2 separate regions of the Sus scrofa genome follow, and region 2 is linked to region 1. Evidence: chromatin contacts called from public Hi-C data. All regions are on one chromosome and are shown on one strand. Each heading gives the region's core, a stretch centred on a gene start, on an enhancer-like site or on the middle of the called end of the contact. The rest is flanking DNA. Distances are from core to core; before and after follow the strand shown.

Region 1 (6,457 bases), core at 2,359-4,858:
CCTGGTGGCCCAAGGTCTTTGAAGCCCCTGGGCAGGAATGAAAGAAGCACAGAACGCAAGGGGCATCTCCCATCAGGTTTTGCCTGGACTCAGCTTTACAAACCATAGCAAGTGGCAGCCCTGTTATATGAGTCGACACTTAGGCTTAATTGACAGGGATCCAATCTGCACCTACTGCTCTTAGTCTAGATCGGGAAGTGCAAGCCCCCACATTCTGCAAGCACAGGGGAAGACTCTTCAGCATCTGTCTACCTCAGCAGGGCTTTGAAAGTGAATGGTCTTGTTCTCAAAGCCACTGAGTAAATCATTTATTCGGTTGCCATTCAACAAAACTCCATTGTGTAAACGGCCCTGCAGGAGAAGGGAATTCAGATCCTTATGTTTGAGAAACTTACAAACTGCTTAAGGAGAGAGGAAATTTTACCTGGACAAGATTGTTATACCCTTGACTCATCTCATTGAAGTCTCATCTCAGGGTTTTGGAGAAAAACAGCGTTGGTTCTCTATTCTTCCTCTCTCCTTTGGTCTTTGGGTATCTCACACACACACACACACACACACACACACACACACACACACACACACACACACACCACAGAGTAGAAACCAACTTCCTTTTGCTTGGTAGCCCCCTCACCCCAGGGACATAGAAGGTGAGGGGAGATGGGAGCAGGTGTTGGGTTGCAAGATAGGCAACCTGATTCAGCTGGAGGTCCAGCCTGAGAGAGCTGGTTTGGGGTCAGACAGTGGTAACCAAACCCTGGACTTGGTGGTCAGATGCTTTTAGGGAACCTGGGATAATTGCTCTGGAAAGCGCTGTGGAATACATGAATAAGTGAAGACATAAAAGCATCTGGAAGCCTCCCCATGTCTATACACGGTCCCAAGGCTGAGTCATAACCCATTCTCACCTTTCCATGCAGAATGCTTCCGTCTACGTGGTTCAGGAAAGGGGATTTTTCTTTTCTTTTTTTTCTTTTTAGGGCTGCACCTGCAGCATATGGAAGTTTCTAGTCTAGGAGTCGATTCGGAGCTGCAGCTGCTGGCCTATGCTATAGCCGTAGCAACGCCAGATCCAAGCCACATCTGCAACCTACACCACAGCTCATGGCAACGTCAGATCCTTAACCCACTGAACAAAGCCAGGGATTGAACCCATATCCTCATGGCTACGTCGGATTTGTTTCTGCTGAACCACAATGGGAACTCCAGGGAAGGTGATTTTTAAAACCAAAATATTCTAGAGACAGCTCTTGCCATCTCTCAGACCTGGTCCTCAGACCCTTTTCTTGAAAGAGGTTTTAGAGAGCAGAATATTCGAGACCCGAGGTCTTGAGGGATTCTTTCTCTTTTACTCTCTCAACAAAGACAGGCAGAGGAATTTATTATTATCCATTTAAGTTGATTGGTGTCCAGGAAAATCTGGCGAGTGCAGAGATGCTTAGCTAGTTCCTTTTCGTGTGAGCCCAAAGCACTTGGGGAAAATTTTTCTATTCATAGTGTCCAAGTGAGGCAAGCAGACGTCAAGAGTTATCATTCCATTTAACAGATGGAAAATTGGAGGGGTTCAGAACAAGTTGAGAACACGGCTCAGGAGAGAAGCCATCTCTCTCTGCCCGTATAAGTCAGCGAGTTACCATACAAATGGCCACAGTCACATGCTCTTGGGACATGCCTTTCTGAGGTCAGCTTTCCCTGGTCAGTGTCCCTCCTCAAGCCAGATGGAGGGGGTGGATCCTGTTGGGCTTCAAGTTCCCTTTAGGGAGATAGAACTCCAAGCGTCTGGCCAAGACAGGAATTGCCAGACCCTTATCATCACCCCTCCTGTCTCATTGTAGTGCTCCCTCCCCCACCTTGAGCAACCAGGTCTACTCCTTCTTGCCCCTACTAGGAAAGGTATATGGCCCACTCCTCGCCCCACCCCTATAGGACCTTACATGCTCCCAACCAACCAGCAAGCGTATCCTAAGACTCCCCTCTTTCCCCAACCAATCAGCAGGTCAGCAGATATATCCTGAGACATCTCCTCTCCCTGGGCTATTAAAACAGACATGACCACACGTTCAAGGATTGGTTCTCCCCGATCATCAGCAAGTCAGCCTGCTTTGCTTGCAGCATCTCTTATCTCAATAAACTCTACTTTCTCTCCCCTCGCCATGCTCAATAAACTCTTCTTTCTTTTCACCCCGATACGAGTCCAGAAATTATTTTGTGACCCGTGTGCACAGACCACAACAGGTCCAAAGGCATCTATACTGTCTCCTGGGTCTTTCTAAGTGTCAGGGAGCAGGAGGGTCTCTCTAGTGTGGCCCCCACAGCATTGCTCCAACGTTGTCCATAACCTCTTGACCATCCATGTTTATCGCACACTCTTCATCTTTGCCGTCATCCTCTTGGGCCACCAAGTCTGAGCGCACCTTTCCCAGAGCGTTCTGCCCCCCAGCTCACGTTTCCCCAGCTAGTTTTCTTGGTGGCGGCAATTCATCCCTGGCTACTCGAGAGAATTAGCCTTAAAAAAAAAAAAATACACATGTTGGAGTTCCCACTGTGGCTCAGTGGTTAACAAATCTGACTAGGAACCATGAGGTTGTGGGTTCGATTCCTGTTTAAGGATCCAGCGTTGCCAGGAGTTGTGGTGTAGGTTGCAGATGCAGCTCAGATTCTGCATTGCTATGGCTGTGGCGTAGGCCGGCAGTTGTAGTTCTGATTCGACCCTAGCCTGGGAGAGCCTGGGAACCTCTATATGCCAAGGGTGTGGTCCTGAGAAGCAAAAAGAAAAAAAAAAAAATACACATGCTTGTGTCCTGCACCCAGAAATGTTTCTAGTGGTGGAGGTGGTGTATCTGGGAGTTGTCTGCGCAAAACAGGAATTTTGCCCCCTGCATCCTCTTGTTTCCTGGGCTGGGCCTTGGGGGAAAGCTCTCCTGGGCACCAGGACCTGGTGTCACAATCAGGCCATAAGAAACTGAGGCTAATGCTGCTTTTTTCCAGGGCAGCGAACAGGCAACCTCTCTGCCCAGCAAGGCCACCCTGGGCCCCAGCAGGACGACTGGGGTCAGGGACGGGGGCACTGGCCAGGGTGACCCCGGGGGAGGGGCTGGTGTGGCCTCATGCCTCTCAGCCTGAGTTCCTTGGACCCCCTTGGCTTTTCTGATCGTGAGTCCCTGGGCTCCTCTCCTCCCCGCAAAATGCCCAAGGAAAGAATCATACAGAGGACAGGCTCAACTGTGGGAGGCTGGAGCAAAAAGCCAATAAAACTGGCTTTATTTGTAATGTTCCCGTGTTTGTTATTTCGTTATCCCTACCCTGCTTCCTCCAAGCAATGTAACAAGGAAAAGGATTTAAAAAAAAAAAAAACTCCCTGCTCTAAGTATGCATGAACTTCATGGCCTCACTTGATCCTTTACCTCCTTCTTCTCCAGCAGGCCAGTGCATGAATTCCTCTCCCAAACGGTGTGTTTTCCATCCTAACTTTTATGGCATGTCCCTCGATTAATGGTTGACGTATTCATTTTCTCCCCTCCGCCCCCATTATCAAAGTGTGCTTTGACTAACGATTAACTCTCTGGTTAACAGAAAGAAACCTGTTAATCATCTACAAGCCCTCGAGCAGGAAAATCATTCTTTGTAACCTTTTCCCAACGGCAGGAGAGCCCCCTGTCCCGAGGCAGCTGACCTTCAACCACACCTGGGTCCCGAAGCTTGCAAAACCCCGACTGTAATCGTGTTACAAGGGCTTATTAGTAAGCCAAGGTCATAAACCCCTGAGGAGCGAGTGACGCTGGTTCTCCCAGCCAGGCAGGGAGAGCACTCTTCAGTCCAGACACCCTAACTCCAGGACCCTATAAAGAGACCAAGCGGCACCTCTTTTTTAAAAAAAAAAAAAATTGTTTTGCCAGTGAGGGCTAATCATTCTCTGTTGTACATTCTTTGTTGCTGGGAGACTCAATGGCTGTACAGGCTGTTCTTTCTCGGAGCCATAGTTCAAAAGTGCTCCTGACCCAAACACACACGTGTTGTAATCCTGCCCTCCCTTGTGTGGGGCCGGCAGACAACTAGCAAGTGTGCAGCCCCAGCCAGACCCAGAGGCTGGAAGGGGGGAACCTTCTTCTGAAGTTAGGTGGGCGGTGCCTTTCTTTCCTGGAAGGAGCTGGAGGAGGAGGGGAAGGGATGGGGCGGGATGCTTTAGGGGGCCCCCTCCTCACCCCAGAGGGAAGGGCTGGAGACCTGTGGCTCACCATCTGGGATGCGATGTGTGCCCCAGGGCTAGAGAGTCAGTCCTCGTGGAGAAAGCAACCCCTTCGTTCATTTGCAAAGCTGATCTGCTGTGGAGTGGGGAGGCCGGGAGAAAGGAGGGCTCCCCTCCATCCTTGCTGGGTTTGGCTTGCTTTTCTCCCTGGTGGCACCCCGCTCCTTCTTCTTAAATAAGACCCGGCAGCAAGGGAGAGTCTGGTCTGCTGAGAGGACGCAGGCGCTGCCAGACTTATTAGGAAAGAGGCAGCCCGGGTTTTGGCCAGCGCTGGCGCTGTGGACCACATGGTCCTCTGCGCGCCTGGTTACTGTCAGCGCTGCGCTCTGGACCCCGCCGCCCTGGCCTCCTCCCCGCTGCCCGCAGCGCCTGCCCTGCTCCGATCCAAACATTTCCACATTAGGCAGCCTTGCTGCCTGGCTCCCCGCCTCCAGCCGTGACCTGGGGTGACCTCCGTCCCGGGCTCGATGCCAAGCGCTCCACCACAGGTGCACTTGCCTGTTTTCTGGGTCGCCCTTGTGATCTGGTGTCCAGGTGCTTGGCAACATTTAGCAAACCTTCCTCGGTGCTCTGTGTCGTCTTGACACTGTTTGCGCAGACACCCTTGGGGATGCGGGAGAGGAGCTGGTGCCTCTCCTTCATGCACTTAGTGCCTGGCATGCCGCGCTGGCCTCACCAAGATGCTGGATGACCCTCTCTCCCTCTTCATCCCCCGCCCTCCCCCTTTAAGCAGGTCTGACTTGTCTTTTGGACTCAGAGAGTCAGAGCAGAAGTTACGATTCCTTCTACACACACACCCACCCCTAGATTTGTGCAGCCATATATGGTAGCCACCCGGGCATGTGGCTCAGGAGTGGTGAAAATGGGACTGCTTCAAACTGAGACATGCTGGGTGGGGGTAAGTCACACTGGATTTCGAGGACTTTGTTAAAAAAAAAGAACGGGAAGTATCACACATGTTGAAATGCTCATATTTAAGGAAGAGTGGATTAAGTAAAATATGCTATTAAGAAGAATGTTACCTTTCTGTCCACTTCCTTTAATGCGGCTACTGAAAGATGCAGCACATTAGTTCGCATTGTATTGGGGTTGGACTGCTACGCTCTTGCCTGTTCCACTGGGGACGGTTCCTTCCGTGCTTCCTAATATTCTGGGGGTCCCTGACAGCGGGTGGTTGCAGGCTCTGTACCTACAGCTCCCTTCCTGCCCTCAGAACTTCTAGCCACAGTCCTGGATCCAGGCCTGGGACCTCCTATCCTGGCGGCATCCCCACAGGAAGGCCCCTGGCTACACAGCCATCCTTGCCTCATGGGTGTTCTCAGCCTGCTCGGCTGTCCCTGAGCCCTGCTCTCCTCTGGTCTCTGTGCCCAGTGTCCCTGGCAGACAGCATGTGAACGTGTGTGTGCTCAGCCTGAGGTTGGTGAGCTGCCCTGAAGGGAGGAGCAGGCAAGAATCCAGTTTTCTTTTTTCTTTTATTTTTTTAGGGTCACACCCTCGGCATATGGAGGTTCCCAGGCTAGGGGTCTAATCGGAGCTGTAGCTGCCGGCCTACGCCAGAGCCACAGCAATGCCAGATCCAAACCGCATCTGCAACCATCACCACAACCCATGGCAACACCGGATCCTTAACGCACTGACTGAGGCCAGGGATTGAACCTGCATCATTATGGACACTGTATCAAGTTCTTAACCGGCTGAGCCAAACTCAAAATCTGTTTTTTTTTTATTTTTCCATTGTGAGGGGCAGAAACTGATCAGTCTAAGTCACAATGCTTTGGTGTCAGTTATCAGCACATGAAGGAAAGGCCAACTAAGGCTGGCCTTTAGACCTGCCGGGTACTCTTTGAAAGGCATTTTTAGAAATTCTTATTTTATTGAGAGTGTGAGCATTTAAAATCAAGTAAAAATCACACATCACAATTTCATTTATTTTACATGAAATGTTTATGGGGAGTCAAAATGTTGAGAGGGGAAATAGCACCTTCTGAGACTGTCCTGTCTCATATGGTACATGGGAACTTGAGACATGGCTGGTCCGTATTCAGATATGCCATAGTTTTGAGACTTAGTGTGAAAAAAGGAGTTCTCACTAATAATTTTTTATTTTTATGAAATTTTTATATTTAATGATGAAGACATACTTTTGATCCACCAATTTCTATTATCAAGATGAATTTTACCTGTTTCTTCCTTTTTTTTTTCTTTTCT
Region 2 (6,457 bases), core at 1,515-4,014, 93 kb after region 1:
CACAGACAGGGCCCTCCAGTCCCTGGCAGGTTTGTGAAAGGGGACACTGCTTTCCAAATACTTTCGTTGGGCCCCTTGAGTTTCAACTCAACCACTTTCTCTCTTGACACATGCCCCTCAGCCCAGTCCTGCTCAGCTTGTTGGACTCACCTTCAGGGGTGGGGAAAGCTTCCTTTCCTCTCTAAAACGCTGCAGTTGAGACTGTCATGGGTAAGCAGATCATGATGGCGATTGGCTCTGATTTGCAGCTTTGAAATGGGATTTTGTGTGGTTTTCTGTTCCCAGGTCTCTCCAACCACCCCCACCCTCCCAGCTCTGGGAGATTTAAAACAACCAATTGGACATAGACTTTTCAGAAACTGAACAAATGTTGGCAGCCAACCACCAGAAAAGGATTCGATCCTGAGCTGCATCATTTTGGATCAGGGGTTTGGAAATTAGATTCTCGCCCATTGACTTCAGATGGACAGTCGCGCCATCCAATGCATTTAACTTGGCAGGGATTCTGCGTTGTGACCTTGCCCTCATTTATTTCTGCAGTGCCCAGAGAAAGCGGGAGCAGCCCCGAGAAGGCCGAAGAAGATGCATTTGTATGAATTTCAATAAGCTGTGGGTGCAGAGGTGGCAAGGGCGGCTTGGCATTTCATGAGGTCCGTGAGAAGGTGCCTTTCAGCTCTGAGCAGCCCCAGCTTTCTTGTGCTGAACCTGCAGCTAACTGGAGTCTCAGGCCTGCCGGGACACTGCGGGTTAAAATCACTCCCATGAATGTGCTGGCTGGCCTCGGAGCAAGCGGGGATAGTGGGTTGGCTCATGTTTTGCATTAACTCGTTGGCTTTTTTTCCACTGCAGCCTCACATTCTCTGATAAACTTGAGTTGCTAGGAAAGCTTTATGTAACACCCACTGGCCTCGGCTCCTCAGAGCAGCAAGTGTTCTGTTTCCAGAATTCCCCATAAACCTGGCAGCACATCAAAACCTCTGTTTCATAACAGACCAGAAATAGGATTTTCTAATAACATTCTGAGCACTGGACGGATGGTGCAGGGGTCTGGACTTTGATAAATCATTAATAGTTCACTAAACAGAGACCCCCATGATGCCCAGCCTGCTACCTCTGGGGCAACGGTGGGAGGTAGGGTCGGAAGAAGCCTGCGGTCTCTACATCCATGATCTGTTGGCTAGTGACCTGTGGTCCCTTGCAGAGAATTTGCTAAATAATCTCAAACATATTGAGGATCTTACTCATGTTTAAAAAAAAAAAGAGAAGGTGGGGGGGGACTACCTTCCTCCTGCTCCTTCCTTCATTCATGAAGAATGTGGTTTCCTTTTATTTTGTTGCCAGGCAGGCTGACAGTTACAGATTTAACCCCCAGCTTTCCCCTGGGAGAGGGCAGAACTCTCTTCAATGGACACACCTAGTGTGGGGATTCAAGGATCCTCGTGCAGTAGACGAATGGCACATTTAAGCCTCAACCCCGTGGGTCATGGGCTGACGAGACAAAGAAGCGGGGTGGCCCCGCCCTCCCCCTGACACCCATGTGTTGCCACCCCTCCCAGTCCGGTCCTGGTTTAGATTATGACAAGGGATGGGAGTTCCCTCCAAAGGGCCATTTGCAGCCTATTTAGATGTCACTCGGGAAAATTCTTCCCGGAGGTCCCAACTACATCTCCTTTTGTTCCACTGTATCTGTCCGTGCCTTCCTTCCCGCTCTGCCCTCCATGCACTGTCAGCATGTGGACATCATTGCTGAACAAAAGAAGCTCCAGGTATGGCAGGACTGTTGAGACTCACCTTTGGGGAGAAGTCAGTGTGACTCATGGCACAGCTGCCTCCAGCCCTGAGGATGCTGCTCTGTGGACACCCTGCATCCTGGGCTGCATCCCCACCACCTCCCTCTGAGCCTCCCAGGGTCAGCTGTCTGGATTCATCTCAACCACTCAGGGGAGCCTGGGCTGACGGCCCCTTCCCTGAGCTCCTCACTATCCGTTCTGGTATGTTTCCCTGTGTTAAGCTTACTTGTCATCTTTCTCTCCCAGATCCCACCAAACAATCCCTGCATTGTTCACCTTCTCATTTGGGACTCTCGGGCCCCCAGAAGTACTAACTCCGGGGTTCCCAGGATAACCCTCCCCAGGTTCTTTCCTCCACTGCCACTGACATAATTTCTCTGGTCTCTCTGGTGTTTGCAGCTCTTTCCCATTTGGTTTCATCAGTGTCTCAATGACCTGTTATTTACCCTTTCTTCTGGGTCATTAGTAAACATAATCAAAAAAATGCTCCTCCGCCATCCGGCTGTCCCTGTGCTAAGCAGGGCCCTAGGGAAGGCCACCCATGTCCCCTGGACCCACCCAACAGCCCTCATCCTAAAACAGCGCCTCGGAAATGGCAGTCGGGCGGCGGGGTGGGCTTTCCTTCCCAGGCTGAGATTTCATATCCCCATGATCCATTTAGTGTCTGGACACCTGGTTGCTATGGAGATGGTTGTCATAAAAGCACACTGATCTGTGGAGAGATATAAAACCGAGCCTGCGGTACACGATCATCGGGCGCATCAGTTCAGAGAAATGGCGGGCTGCTTATCACTCCTCTTTGTTGACACAGGGCCTCTTCCTTTCAAACGCATCCTGGGTGACCTTCTCAGAACGAGGCCAACGCCAATCCATTTCGGTTAATATTTCGTAAGGGACAATCAAGGGCTTCACCAAATGCCAGATGCCCCGGTCTTCCTGTCCCAAGCTGAGTCAGCCCAGAGGAAGAGGACGTTCTTCTCTGGCACAGCTTGTTCTTTGCTGACTGTCATCGATCCACCAGCACAAGAGAGCAGGCAGAGTGAAAACACTGTCCCCAAGGACGCTTCAGATCAGGTGGCTGGGATGAGTAACAGGTGTGAGCAGGGGAGACCTTGCATGCACTGCCCAGTCTGGAGACGCAGAAACTGGAGGGACCCCCAGAGACCGATCCAGGAGGTAACCCTGTGTCTGTCACCTGCCAGCTTTGGACAGAGTGATTCAGCAAGACACACACACAAGGTGTGTAGGGCCGTCCGCTAACCACCATCACCTCCTTCATTTGACTTCTCAAAGCACACTTTTGTTGTTCACTAGCTTAAGGTTAATTTCTCCCTTGGTCTGGTCTATGTGCAGAAACCACTAAGGCATTTCCCTCCTCTTGCTTGGCTGTGCAGCTCTGGCAGGTGCAATTCACAAAGCATAGCTAGAGTCCACCTGAGATTTGCTTGGAATGGGGACTGAAAGAATGAGCTGGTGTCCTGATTTTTAGCTCTGCCACCTGGGAGCAGGAAAGGGGCTGGAAAAACCAGCTCTGGCGGTGGCCGAGTCGTGGATGCAGACCAAGGTCCGCTTCCAGGCTGGCTCCCTGCGCTGGTGGCTTCCAGTAGTGAACCCATCTGTATTCGCACCTGAGACCCAGCTTACCTCTGTGCGCTTTCTTCTTTTGGAAGATGTCTGAATTCTGGAAAATGGGTCATAACTCAGTCGTTGACTCAGTCTTGGATCTTTCAACCATTCCCTTGATTACCCAATGCCTCAGTTTCCTTTTTTTTGGGGGGGAGGGCAGGTTCTATTTAATACTAAACAGCATTTTTAAACTCCTTTTGCTTTAGTTAAGCCTCTCATATTGTTACTGAGAGAGGAGGTAAGGATAAGACCCAGACTAATATGTGTGACTCTGAGAACAGCAAATGCATTTATCATGCATCACAGCAACGTGAGATGCAATGTCGTGTTAAGACACCTGTGTTTAGTACCCCCTTTGCACAGGATGGCATTAAAAATAATTGCCTCTAGAAAACAATCTCACAGTTACTAAAGGGGAAAGGATGGGGGAAGGGTTACATTAGGAGTTTAGGATTAACAGATACACACCACTATATATAAAATAGATAACCAACAAAGATTTACAATATAGCATAGGGCATTATATCTTGTAATAACCTATAATGGAAAATCATCTGAAAAAGATATATATAGAAAGATATATCTATATAAATATAAAAGATATGTGTAAAAAAATATATATATATATAGGAATCACTTTGCTGCACTCCAGAAACTAACATAACATTGTAAATCAACTACACTTCAACTAAAAAAATAATAGTAATTGCCTCATAGTGTCGCAAATTCTTGAGCCTGTTCCACTAAATACCCTGGGATGCATGTGTTATTTCAGCCTCTCATTTGCATATCTTCAATTTCTCTAAATACTCCTTTAACCCCTCCTTATCAATAGTTTATTGACAACATCTTCATTATTTCCCAATTGTCCTTAGCCCTTATCTTCATGTTCCTGGTTTAAGATACTTTTTAAAGAGCCATCTAGAAGCTCAGCTAATGTGGAACCGTCTGTCTAGCTTTCAACCCTCTCCTCATTCATGAAATGGCCCTATTTTTTCTTTTTCCACACTCCTCCCCTTGAACAAAAAAAGAAAAGAAAAAAAAAAGCAAATGTGTTTAAAAAAACATGTCCTCTTCCCCTTACTTCCTTTAGCTGTTCTGCCTGGTGTTTTTTTTTGTTTGTTTGTTTGTTTTGTTTTTTTCTCTTTCTTTCTTTCTCCTGCCCTGTGTTTTTCCTGAAAACTTTAACTTAATCCTGGTGATCTTCCTCATTTTCCTCGCCCTCTGTCTCCATTTCTTGAACACGCTAAAGAAGGAGTTGCTCTTTTGATTTTTTTTTTTTCTCTCCTGGCTCAGCTGAGAGCACATGGAGCTCTCTTTTTTTTTTTTTTTTTCCCCCGCTTTTGCTATGTTTCGTCCTGTTTTTGTGGGGCCTGCAGTCTTGGCCCTGCAATTATGGCCTCTTTCATGTTATCTTTCTCCCAAGGCAACAGCTCACATCCTGGCAAAGCAGACAATGGCAGTGTGTGTCTTTACTTAGCTTTTATACCTTTTGTTTCAGAATGCAGGATTTCCTTATGGTTTGTTTGGGCTTTTCAAAAAGCCTATTTACTGATCCAGAGAGGTGCCAGACTCACGCCCTGAGGAATACAGGCCAAGTTTATATGTGCCTGAAAATACGCCATCATGCCCAGGCCCATTTGATGTTTGGGGCCAACTTAGAGGCTGATTTGATTGCAGTGTGTTCTGTCCTGCTGTTTGCCAAAAAAAAAAAAGAAAAAAAAAAAAAAAGTGGCTGTTAAAACAGGCCAAATCCTTAGCTCTTGTGTAGAAAGAACAGGGCTAGAAATCAGACCAGGATAATGGCTGAATGGAGAAGAATGATGATTACATTTTAAATTATGATGTTTATATATTGGTAGGCAACTCTAATCATTCATTTGTTTAAATTAAGCTCCTTTGCCTTCATTCAAAGTTGGGATTATAAAAAATCACCCAACTCTTTTTTTTTTTTTTTTTTTTTTTGCTTTTTAGGGCCGCACCTGCAGCATACGGACATTCCCAGACTAGGGGTCAAATCAGAGCTGCAGCTGCCAGTCTACCCCACAGCCACAGCAAAAGGGGATCTGAGCCACATCTTCCACCTACACTGAAGCTGATGGCTCACCAACCCACTGAGCGAAGCCAGGGATTGAACCTGCATCCTCATGGATACTAGTTGGATTCGTTTCCACTGAGCCACAACGGGAACTCCCTCATCCACCTATATTTAAAGTTCACATTCCTCTTTTTTTTTTTTTACCGAGGCCCTGTCTTTCTACGAAATTTTCAATATAATCCAATAGTTTCAAAAAACCCTTAAATCGAGACGTGAGGTCTTTCTAAAAGAGAGACGATAGGGTCTTTGTGATGGAACTCCAAGCAGGACCCTGCAACATGAGTATATCATAGGGTTGCTTAATTACCTCTCATCAGTGTAGGCTGACATGTTTACTGTCCTTGAGGCCAACAGGACATTTTGCCCAAGGATGCACTAGGGGAGATTCGTGGAAAAGACACACACACAAGCGCCCCTCACAACAAAGGGCAGGCTTGTTCTACTGCCTTCATCACAGAGCCATGGGAGGATGAAATGTTAATGAAGTCTCCTGGGTGTGGAGCCAGCCTTTGGTCTAAGAGCATTTAAGGAGCCTGAATCTTGGTGACCCAAGAAGACATAAAAGGCTCAATTCTAGGAAATTTTCCAAGAAGCCTGTCTCTGTGTTCTAGATTCATCCTTGATTCCTACTCCTGTAAGTAAAGACAGTGTGACCAAAAGTTTCTCCTAAACCTTCTCCTAAAACATCACATCCTCTGCCTGAAGTGACCCTCTCTGCTATCCCACTAGCCTTCATTCCCATTGTTCAAGGTTTGAATCAAATGCCACCTTCTCAGGCAGACCTTCCTCAAGCTTCACTTAAAAGGTATTTGATTTTTTTTTCTAGGTACCCAAAGTACAATGCTCCTCTCCTAAAGCGTTGTCCCCTGTGTTGGGGGTTAAGGTTAGGGTTAAGGTTAGGGTTATACTAACTATAACTGCAGACACATTATAACTGTGGACA

What was found. Hi-C and Micro-C count contacts between places; a contact is called where the count stands out from the background.
Region 2: a contact with region 1 is called in a Hi-C map of liver, with 2.8 times the contacts expected there. The contact joins two enhancer-like sites. A contact is called at or near these places in 1 of 5 promoter capture datasets (liver), 14 of 47 Hi-C or Micro-C datasets (embryonic fibroblasts, fetal heart ventricle, fetal liver and 6 more) and 1 of 2 datasets of contacts at active chromatin or transcription factors (skeletal muscle).

Annotation. Positions count from the first base shown.
Region 1 is chr14:56,360,698-56,367,154 of Sscrofa11.1, forward strand. No RefSeq gene overlaps it. Among named protein-coding and RNA genes, the nearest start is that of IRF2BP2, 180 kb to the right of the region's middle. Within about 2 kb of position 3,609, at least 60 of the 83 cell types and tissues checked have an H3K27ac peak or open chromatin away from gene starts, as enhancers often do. A contact at or near this core is called in fetal liver, liver, mesenteric adipose tissue and 1 more, where this site is marked.
Region 2 is chr14:56,454,592-56,461,048 of Sscrofa11.1, forward strand. No RefSeq gene overlaps it. Among named protein-coding and RNA genes, the nearest start is that of IRF2BP2, 88 kb to the right of the region's middle. Within about 2 kb of position 2,765, at least 23 of the 83 cell types and tissues checked have an H3K27ac peak or open chromatin away from gene starts, as enhancers often do. A contact at or near this core is called in fetal liver, liver, mesenteric adipose tissue and 1 more, where this site is marked.